Regions from separate parts of the Mus musculus genome. Here region 1 is linked to region 2. A link is a contact called in public promoter capture Hi-C data. All regions are on one chromosome and are shown on one strand. The core of a region is the stretch at or near the end of the contact, and the rest is flanking DNA. Distances in the headings are between cores, read along the strand shown.

What was found. Capture Hi-C pulls out chosen DNA fragments and counts their contacts.
Region 1: a contact with region 2 is called in a promoter capture Hi-C map of adipose tissue. The contact joins the promoter of Slc25a27 here to the promoter of Mep1a in region 2. A contact is called at or near these places in 5 of 39 promoter capture datasets (the C10 cell line, cranial neural crest, macrophages and 2 more), 2 of 484 Hi-C or Micro-C datasets (the HL-1 cell line and nephron progenitors), 1 of 115 datasets of contacts at active chromatin or transcription factors (pancreatic cancer cells) and 3 of 9 other capture datasets (adipose tissue, liver and pancreatic islet).

Annotation. Positions count from the first base shown.
Region 1 is chr17:43,665,755-43,670,239 of GRCm38.p6, forward strand. Slc25a27 (solute carrier family 25, member 27) reads right to left here and starts at 1,460. Exons shown (of 9, transcript NM_001357122.1): 1 at 1,146-1,460. The coding sequence starts at 1,248. It overlaps Cyp39a1 (cytochrome P450, family 39, subfamily a, polypeptide 1), which reads left to right and starts at 1,618. Exons shown (of 12, transcript NM_018887.4): 1 at 1,618-2,040. The coding sequence starts at 1,855.
Region 2 is chr17:43,500,798-43,505,753 of GRCm38.p6, forward strand. Mep1a (meprin 1 alpha) reads right to left here and starts at 1,976. Exons shown (of 14, transcript NM_008585.3): 1 at 1,856-1,976; 2 at 1,744-1,768; 3 at 1,591-1,641. The coding sequence starts at 1,960.

The DNA.
Region 1 (4,485 bases), core at 210-2,709, 160 kb after region 2:
GGTAGTGTGCTGGCTATGCTAGGCATAAAAATAAATAAAGCTCCGCTAGAGACGGTTGGATAACATTTTCAAATAACTAATGCACCAGAGACATTTTCCTTTTTCTTTCTTTCTTTTTTTAATGGACAAAAAAATGTAAGGGTAATCTCAAATAGCTTCACAGAGACCACAGGTTGTACTCAAAACCTCCCTGCCCCCTTCCTGAAAAACAACAACAACCACAACAACACCCCCACCCTTTGCTCATGCCATAGTGCCGTAATCCACTTTAGGTGGTCTGTTTATTTACTTATTTATTTATTTGTTGTTGTTGTTTGTTTCTTTGAACTCACTTAGGCAGATGGATCTGTCTTGTTTTGTTTTGTTCCTATAATGTTCTTGGAACACACAGAAATAGCTTCTCTGCAACAGGCAGCAGCTGTAAATAAATGTCTTTCTCTGCATGTGCCACCCCCCACCCGCCACCCCACTGAGCCTGGAAGAAGGCCACACTGGGGTTTTTTGCAATTGTATATCCAGGACCCACTACTGCATCAACTGGAATAATGCTGCCCCTACCTTGCATTTACCACATATAAAAATTACTTCTCAGAATTCCCCTTAACGGGTATAGGCTCAGAGAAGTGATGTGGCTGACTGGCATTAAGCAAATGTTCCAGAGGGATGGTTAACAATTGGAGTCCCTCAAGGTAGGACTCACTGTCCCCCTTCCCCCAACTCAAATCTTAAAGACTCCCGAGGCAGCATAAGACTATAAACCACAAAAAACGATCCCAGGGAGGATGAAAAAGAAAAAAACAAACCAAAACCAAACCAAAAAACTGTGAACAAATGGATTATGGTTCTATAAAGGTCATCCTTACGAAAGGGGAAATGTTTCCTAGAGAGGTATAGGGCTCATGAAGAGCCCAAGAGTACTCACTCAGGCATAAGACAACATCCCTGGGGATGGGAAGACAAGGACCCTGGACACCTCCAATCCACGCTCCTCCCGAAGCTGGCCTACTGGGCACCTGACCACATCCTTGCGAGGGTCCAACCTCTGAAGATGCACTCCAGCCAGGAGTGAGGCTGCCCGCCCATCCCTCCCCCAGCACGATGCCGCAGCCACTCGCTGGGGAGGCCGAGGCGGGGGCGGCCGGTACCTAGCTCGGCCACGGTTGCGGCGCAGCCGGACAGTAGGAACTTGCTCGTCCGGGGCCATCTCTGCGTGAGCGGCAGCAGCTTCTCCTCCTCGGCGATAGGCATTCAGCAGCAAGTCAGGACCACTGGGCACCGCTGGTCGCCTGGGAACCTGCCACCCTGCCGGCGCCGCCCCTTTTCAGCCCGAGAGAGGTCAGGTCAGGACCATGTGCCTTTATTACGCTCTGCAAAGGCGCCGCCCGCCTGGTAGCTGGACCGGTCCGGCGGCCTCAGGTGCTGAAAAACAAAGCCGCACCCAAGAGGCTTCTGGGAAATGTAGTTCTTGGGGGCTCAGCGACTTCTCTGATTGGCTGGTAGCTAGGCGCCCGCTGCAAACAGCTAGTTTACTCGAGCTCCGCCGCCTCAGGATGTGTTCCCGCCTCCTCCGTCCCAGCCCAGCCCAGCCCAGTTCAAATCAAAGCTTTTTTTTTTTTTTTTTTTTTTTTTTTTTTTCTCATAATTTGAAAGCCGTGGGAAGGTGGAAGATAGCCACAATGCAAAAATCACACAAAAACTGGGGCGGGGCAAAGGAACCACAGTTACGCAAGAGAATTTGTTTAAAAAGTTTCTCGGCTCAGAGTTTGCAAAACTGGGCGCATTTTCCTCAGTCGGCGGGGGACTAGGAGATTCCCCTGGAGAAGGACGTTTTCAAACGTCTGTTGATTCTGGAAGATGGGCATTATGGAGTTATTCTCACCAATAGCAATCGCCGTTCTGGGAAGCTGTGTTCTTTTCTTATTCTCTCGGTTGAAGAATTTGCTTGGACCCCCGTGCATCCAAGGCTGGATTCCCTGGATTGGAGCTGGACTTGAGTTTGGGAAAGCCCCTCTTGAATTTATAGAAAAAGCAAGAATCAAGGTATGTAGCAGTGACAGGGAGTTTGGAGGGAGGTAGTATTTCCTTTTCTAATTTTTCTTTTATTAAACTCAGTGTTGGAACATTGGGCATACACATACTTCCGGCAATTCGTCTACTCTGTTTCTCTACATACCTTGTTGGAAATAGTCAGGTCTTTTGACTGTTAGTAATTCCCTGCAGTTAATTCTAAGTGGGTGTTTATTAACATTGCAGATGTAAGCTTGTAGTTTGGGGGCGGCGACAGAAGAGTTTCCATGATTTCAGTTTGTGAAAACGAGTAATAAATTTGTATCACAAGTAGAGGTAACTCTACGATTTTATAAAACTTGATTTGCTAAATTGATCTTTACAGATTAAAAGCTCCCCAATATTCTTTCTTTCTCTCCCCATCCCTACCACCAGATACTATTTTATTGGTGAGTTCCTCCCTCCCTTATTCCCTGCCCTGAGGAAATAAGTAATGGATTCCACTGTAAGGGTTTTTTTTTTTTTTTTTTTTCCCATAAAGCAGCTACTGAATGTTGAACAGTTTAGAGAAGGCACTTTTACTGGCTGGCCTTTTAATTTCTATTCATATTTTGGCGGCCAAGATCTTACTGTGGTTTTGGTTGGGAAGCCAGCATGGTGGATGAAGTGCTTTCTGCAGCAACCACAAAAACCTGAGTCCATACCTCAACCCCTCCAGGTTCAGTGAGAGAGGCTTTGTCTCAAAAACTGAGGTGGAGGGCCAGCAAGAGGGCTCGGTGGGTAAAGGTGTCTGCTGCCAAGCCTGGCATCTTGAGACTGAACCTTAGAACCCACATGGTGGAAGGAGAGAATCAGCTCTCTCAGATTGTTCTCAGACCCCCACATGGGCGCTGTGATACACACATGCCCATATTCCATGTAAACACAATATATGAATAATATTTTCTTATCATTTAGTATTTCTTCTAGCCCTCCCCCACTTCTGTGTGTGTACACTCATGTGTTGGTGTTCTAATCCATGCATGAAGGACTACATGGAGTTCAAAGGTTTGCACCAGGGTGTCTTCCTAGTTTGTTTTTCCACTACATTTTGTTGGGACAGGTCCTCAAACTGCATCTGGAGCTCATCCAGTCAGCTAAGACTGGCTGTTTAACAAGCCTCTGGGAACTGCCTGTCTCTGTCTCCCTGGCTTCTGGAGAATTAGGGATGCGAGCTTTTATGTCTGGGTTTTGCCTGGGGTCTGGGGATTTGAACTCTGATCCTCATGTTGGCACAGCAAGCACTTTGTCCACTGAGCCATATTCTAGTCTTTGATGGCTGTATTTCATCAAATAAGGATAAGATATTTTATTTAAATTCCAGTAGTTGGGTGATATGGGTTGCTGCTAACTGCTTTTCGTTGTTTCAACCATTCCCTCAATGGATATTCTTATGTGCATGCAGTTGAACATTTAAAACTTATCTGTGTTGAGGCGTGCATAGCTGTAGCCATCTTGTTCCACGCCTGCCAGCTACTTTATATGGGTGCTGTAATATGCCTGTCAGTCACTGATGCACAAAAATAACTCGACTAAGAATAGGGTCATGATGAAAACATACCCTGTTAAGTACTGCATGAGATTTGTTAAGCCTAACAAATTCCACCACTATAAGCTTCACTTAGGACCTATGAAATTAAAGGTCAATATGAACTGTGATGTTTAAAATGGCTGGAGTCAGGGCCGAACTCTGGGCAGCTTTCCAGGACCTGAGCATGAGCTCCTTGTGTTTTTCTGGTTTTAGCCTTTAGGCCCTGAGAAATGTCCAGAGTGAAGCATTCAGCTCTCGAGCCTGAGCTTTGTTGCTCTGGTTGATCAGTCATGGTGTGTGATCAAGAAACCATTTCTGTTTAACTGAGATCAGTATTCATGGGGTTTGTGGGGTGACTCCTGGACCCCAACAATTTGACTGTTTCCTCAGGATAAACTCCAAAGATAGACTTGCTTGTGGGGAAATACACAATTTATTTTTTTAATGATTGCATTGTGTTATTATTTTACTGCTTTGAAAAAGATGTAATATATACTTTTAATCTTTATTTAGACGTAAAATGTGCTTATATTAAATTCTGTACCATACTGGATACCATAATTATGTGAAATGTTTACTAGTCTAGTGCATGAAAGATGAAGAAGGATCTTTCCTAAAAGTATTTCTTTGTTTCCCACAGCCTTCCATGGGCATAGAAGTTTAGTAATTTGTAAGGAATGTTTGAAAAGGCTATCTCAGATCAAATATGTGTGAGTGTTCTGTAGTTTTCTGGGTCAAACGAAACAATGAGAGTCTACCATTATGTTATGTGACACAGTGTGTGTGTGTGTGTGTGTGTGTGTGTGTGTGTGTGTGTGTATTTTTTCTCTAAAAAGCTATAGCACCATTGATGTTTGAATCCTAGAAGATGATTTTTAAGACTTATTACATGGTCAGGATAATAGAAA
Region 2 (4,956 bases), core at 726-3,225:
CTACAAAGCAAGTTTCAGAACAGCCAGGGCTACAGAGAGAAACCCTGTCTCAAAACAGCAGGAGCAGCAGCAGCAACAACAAAATCATCACCACCACCACCATCATCATCATCAAAGAAGAAGAAATGCCGAATAATTGCTACATGTTAACACTGATTACAATATACCACACTCTCCCACTAAGTAACTGGAGTATTTCATCCAGTCCGTTTCTCTTTCTTTTCTGGTCTCATGTAGTTCAGGTTGATTGTGATCTCTCTACATAGTCAAGGATGGCCTTGAACTCAGAACTGCCTGCCCCTGCTTCCCCAGTGCTGGGGTTACAGGTGTTTGCCACCACACCATTTTGAGAGGTCATCTTCAAACAGGACTCAGCTGCTGTGATTTTAGGTCTAAAGACCCCGAGCGGGTTCCCCGCTGCAGCCTGCAATCCTGAGTGAGTCTCCAACCACGGGACATTTCCTGTGTCTTCCTGCATAAGGAAACCAGCATTTCCCCCATTACAAGACTCAGATGGCATTAGACATGGATGTCTTTGCAAACCCTAAGGTGATTGTGACCAAGTGTCCCTCCACTGACATCAGTCCCATTCAAAGATGTCACTATGCAAAGGCTTCTCTGAAACCGCAGAAGCAGAACACAGGGACAAGACAGGAAACACCTTGATGTCTTTCCTCTTGGTATTGGATGATAACATGGGTTCCTCAATAAATACATTTCTGAACGAGCTATCCAAATAGAAATACATTTATTTACTCTTTTATACCTCATCAACTACCTAGCCACCAGTACATATGATTGACCTGTCCAGGCTTGGGATCTTTCTCCTACAAAATAGAACTACCGTCTTATTCTTTATAGTTTATTTAGCTAGTATAATAATTACCCATTCTTCCATTTCAAACTAGAAACTATGAGTTTTTCATAAACAGAAAACTTGTTACGTGAGCTTAGATCCAGTCAGGGCTCATTAGCTTCCTTAGAAAAAGTTAACTTTGGGCCTGGGGTGGTGGTTCAGCTGGTAAAACTGTTGGACCTTGGAAGTCAAGGGAAAACCCAGGGGTAATTGGATCCCAAAGACAAAGAGGCAGAAGCATGTAGATCCCCAGGTCACACTGACTAGTCTGTGTCAAGACACAGACCAAGAGAGAGCCTGTCTGAAAAACAAGGTGGATAGATCCTTAGGAACATAACTGAAACGGACCGCCGGTCTCCTCAAACATACTTGCACCTATACTGACATGAGCACTCACAGTATAAAGTAAGCCTCTTTCTCTCAGGCACCATCGTTTCCTAGAAACCTCTAATGCCAGTAAGCACCAATAAACTTGTCTCTCCAAAAGGCAATCCTGTCATAGTTCTTTAAATCCTTTCAAATTAGGCATGGAGCTGCCTATCCATGATCCTGGAAGTCTTGAGGTAGAAGCAGAAGGGTGAATGCCAGCTTAAGTCCACCCTGGCTTTGCTTTAACAATTTCCAAGCCACCCAGGACTACACAGAGAGACGTTGCCTCATTGGTCAATCAATCGGATGATTTAAATAATAAACACACGATTTCCAGGCCTCAATATTTCAGACAATGAGCTCACCTAAATTGATTTCGAAAATATCCTTCTGTTCACCAACATCTGTATCGTGATCTGCCAAAAGAAAAATAATGAAAAAAAAAAACTGTTGTTGAAGAAAACTTAAGCCTTGTTGAAGACAACTCAGAAAAAAACTGCATGGGAAATGCCTCTTACCAGATCCATTCAAAAGATGCTTAATCTGGAAGGAAACAAGTGTACACAAAATGGGTAACAGGCTACAACGGATGCTCTTAAATATCTATGGAAGTAGGTAGTATCTACTTACCGATACAGCTGCTATGTGGGCAGAAAAAATCAGTGAGAGAAGACACGCAGGTTGTATCCAAAGCATTATTGCAAATGAACTGGATCTGCCAAGCCTCCTTGCCATAAAAACCTATTGGACCTTGCTCTCACTGTCGCGGTGCAAACTTTGACCGTGCTGTGGATACTGTGCCTCTTAGTACGCGTAGTCTACAAGAATGAATGACACTTTTGTGGGCATGTACAAAGGAGCCTGCTCTAAAAGAGACTGGGAGAAAGTTTTAAAAATTCGCAGTGGAACAGACATATGATAACAAGCTATACACAGTGCCCTCAGGACAGAAATATGAATAGTAATTAAGGCATGATAATATTACACACTGCCAATCAAAGATGAACTCAAATTTTATGAGTTGTTACAATCACAATCACGGCGGGTCACCAATGCATGGCTCACACCTTTTCTCTCTGCATATCTTCTTTCTCTCTGCCTGTCTTCTTCCTCTATTTCTCTCTCCATATACTCCCACACACAAAAATAAAATGTCCATGACCACTACAATATTAGTCTATATGTTTGTTCAGTGCCATTTCAGTAAAGATCCTACCAATGTTTTCCAGTGGAGTATTACAGACTATTTTCAAAATTTACACACAAAGGCATAAATTTGCAAGAATAAATAAGAAACTGTCTAAAAGAAAGTTTTTTAAAAAAACAAAAACCAAGAATCACTATAACAGAAATACCAAGAACCTTCTTAAGAAAAAACAATACAAAATAAAACAAAGCAGGGAAAGGGTTAGGGTTATGATAATTAGCAAATATAATTATCGAAGATATCGGGGTTTGGAATGGAATAGAATGTCAAAAGAAACTCATGTGTATGTGGGGCTTTGTTACACAGGAAGAATCAAAAGTGCTATAAGGAAACTTTGCTCTCTTTAATAACATTAAAAATTGTGTTCAGAAAATCGAAACCCTAAACAATAGCTCCCAAACTCCCCAATGCTGAGGATCCTTTAATAGAGTTGCTTGTCTCGTGGTGACTCCCAACCATAAAACTCCTTTGTTGCTCCTTCTTAACTGCAGTCTTGCTACTGTTATAGATCATAATGTAAATATCTGATATACATGATATCTGATGTGCAACACCTATGAAGAGGTCATTCAGGCTACCCAAAGGGACCTTGACCCACAGGCTGAGAAGCACTGCTCAAGATAAAGGTAGAGATTAGCAAATCTCAGAGCTTGAGATTGGCTAAAATTGCTTAAATAAGGGAAAGCTTTGAAATTACAATGAAGAGTTAATTTAGATAGACCAAAGTTTTACCTGCCCCTCCCCTCTCCTCTGGTAGCCCAGTTTGGCTTGCCAGGGATGTAGCCAAGAATGCCCTTGAACTCCCCATCCTCCTGCATTAGACTCCAAGGAGTACCAAGATAATAAACTCTTACCATCACGCCCAGCCCACTCTTGTCAATGTGACGTCGGGACAGGAAACTTCAAGGAAAGGGTTAATGGTTATTTTCAATCCTGATAGTAGATACTCTTCTTAAAAAGTTGATTCTGGGGGGGGGGGGCAAATATCTAACATAATTAGAGGAAAAGCCACAGGTGGAAAAGTATTTACACTGCATATAACTGAATAAAAAGAAGGATTCAGGAAAGGTGCAGAATTCTGACACTGTCTTTTATGAGATTGATGGCAGCTGTTAATTAGTTACCAGTTATGTGCCACGCCAGGCATTCCCTACCACTCTTCTGTGTTTAGAGAATGCTGTAGGCAGTCACAAGCCCTTGCTTAGAAGAGATTTATGGTTTTGAGGTAAAATGTAAACTCTGAGGGCAAAGTTCTTGCTTTATTCTGTGTGCCCTAGCAACTGGCATACTGTAAACAATGACTTATTTTGTGACACAAAAAGAGATCAAATTACAGGTTTCTAGAATGGGGTTGGACAGACTTACTCAAAGCGATGCCCGTGAGGGGGTGAGGGTGAGGGGTGGAGGAAGAAAATGGACAGGTGGGAAATGATGAGCCACCCCCCCCCAATGGGCCAGCGCTCTCCTATTACATCAAAGCCAGAGCCAGGTTCCACAGGGCTATTCTGGGAAACCTGTAAGACCTCTCCCTCCACCTGCTCCTGCCATGCCTCACCTTCTGCTTTCAAGCGTGAGTGCGATAAGTAGTTCTGATAGCTATTCCTATCGGGATCTGCCCTGTAACAGGAGCTCAAACATATGCAGAGCAAAATTCTCCAACTTAAAATAAGTTTACATCTCTGTATGAGTGTGCATGTGTGTGTGTGTGTGTGTGTGTGTGTGTGTGTGTGTGTGTGTGTGTGCAGGGATCCTCTGATTCCAGAAGAAAGTGTCACATCCCCTGGAGCTGGTATCACAGGCCTCAGTGAGTCACATGATATGGGTACTGGGATTCCAATTGGAGTCTGCTGGAAGAGCAGTGGGTTTTGTTTATTGGCCTGTGTTTTGTTTTGTTTTGTTTTTTTCTACTGAAAACAGACTTTTAAAATACAATATATATTGATCATTCTCCCCGCCCCAACTATGCATCCAGATCCTTCCCACATTACTACACCTCTTTCTTTCTCTCTCTCATTAAAAAAAATGCATAAAGAAAATGTGGTACAATGACACAGTGGAATACTGTTCAGCTTCTAAAAATAAATACAATATGAATCTTGCAGGCAATGGATGGAACTTGAGAATATCATCCTAAGTGAGATAACTCAGCCCCCAAGCGCATACATAGTATATACTCACTTACAAGTGGATAGTAGACTAAATATAGTTACCATGTTACAGTCCACAGACCCAAAGAAGTTAGACAAGAAGGAAGACCCAAGGGAGGATGCTTGAATCTTCCTTAGAAGGGGGAATAAAATAGTTGTAGGAGGTAGATGGAGGGGGGGTGAACTGGGTGGGAGAGGGGATGGGCAGGGGAATGCGGGGTGGGGGGTCAGGATAAAGAGATCAGCTCAGAGCCTTTGGAAATTCCACCAGGTATCCCTCCTATCCTGGAAGAGACAGGTCAGAGAGCACATAGGCTGGAAGAAAGAGGCTAATTAAGCCCTTATTCCCTAAAGACCAATCAGTTTATAGGGTGCAC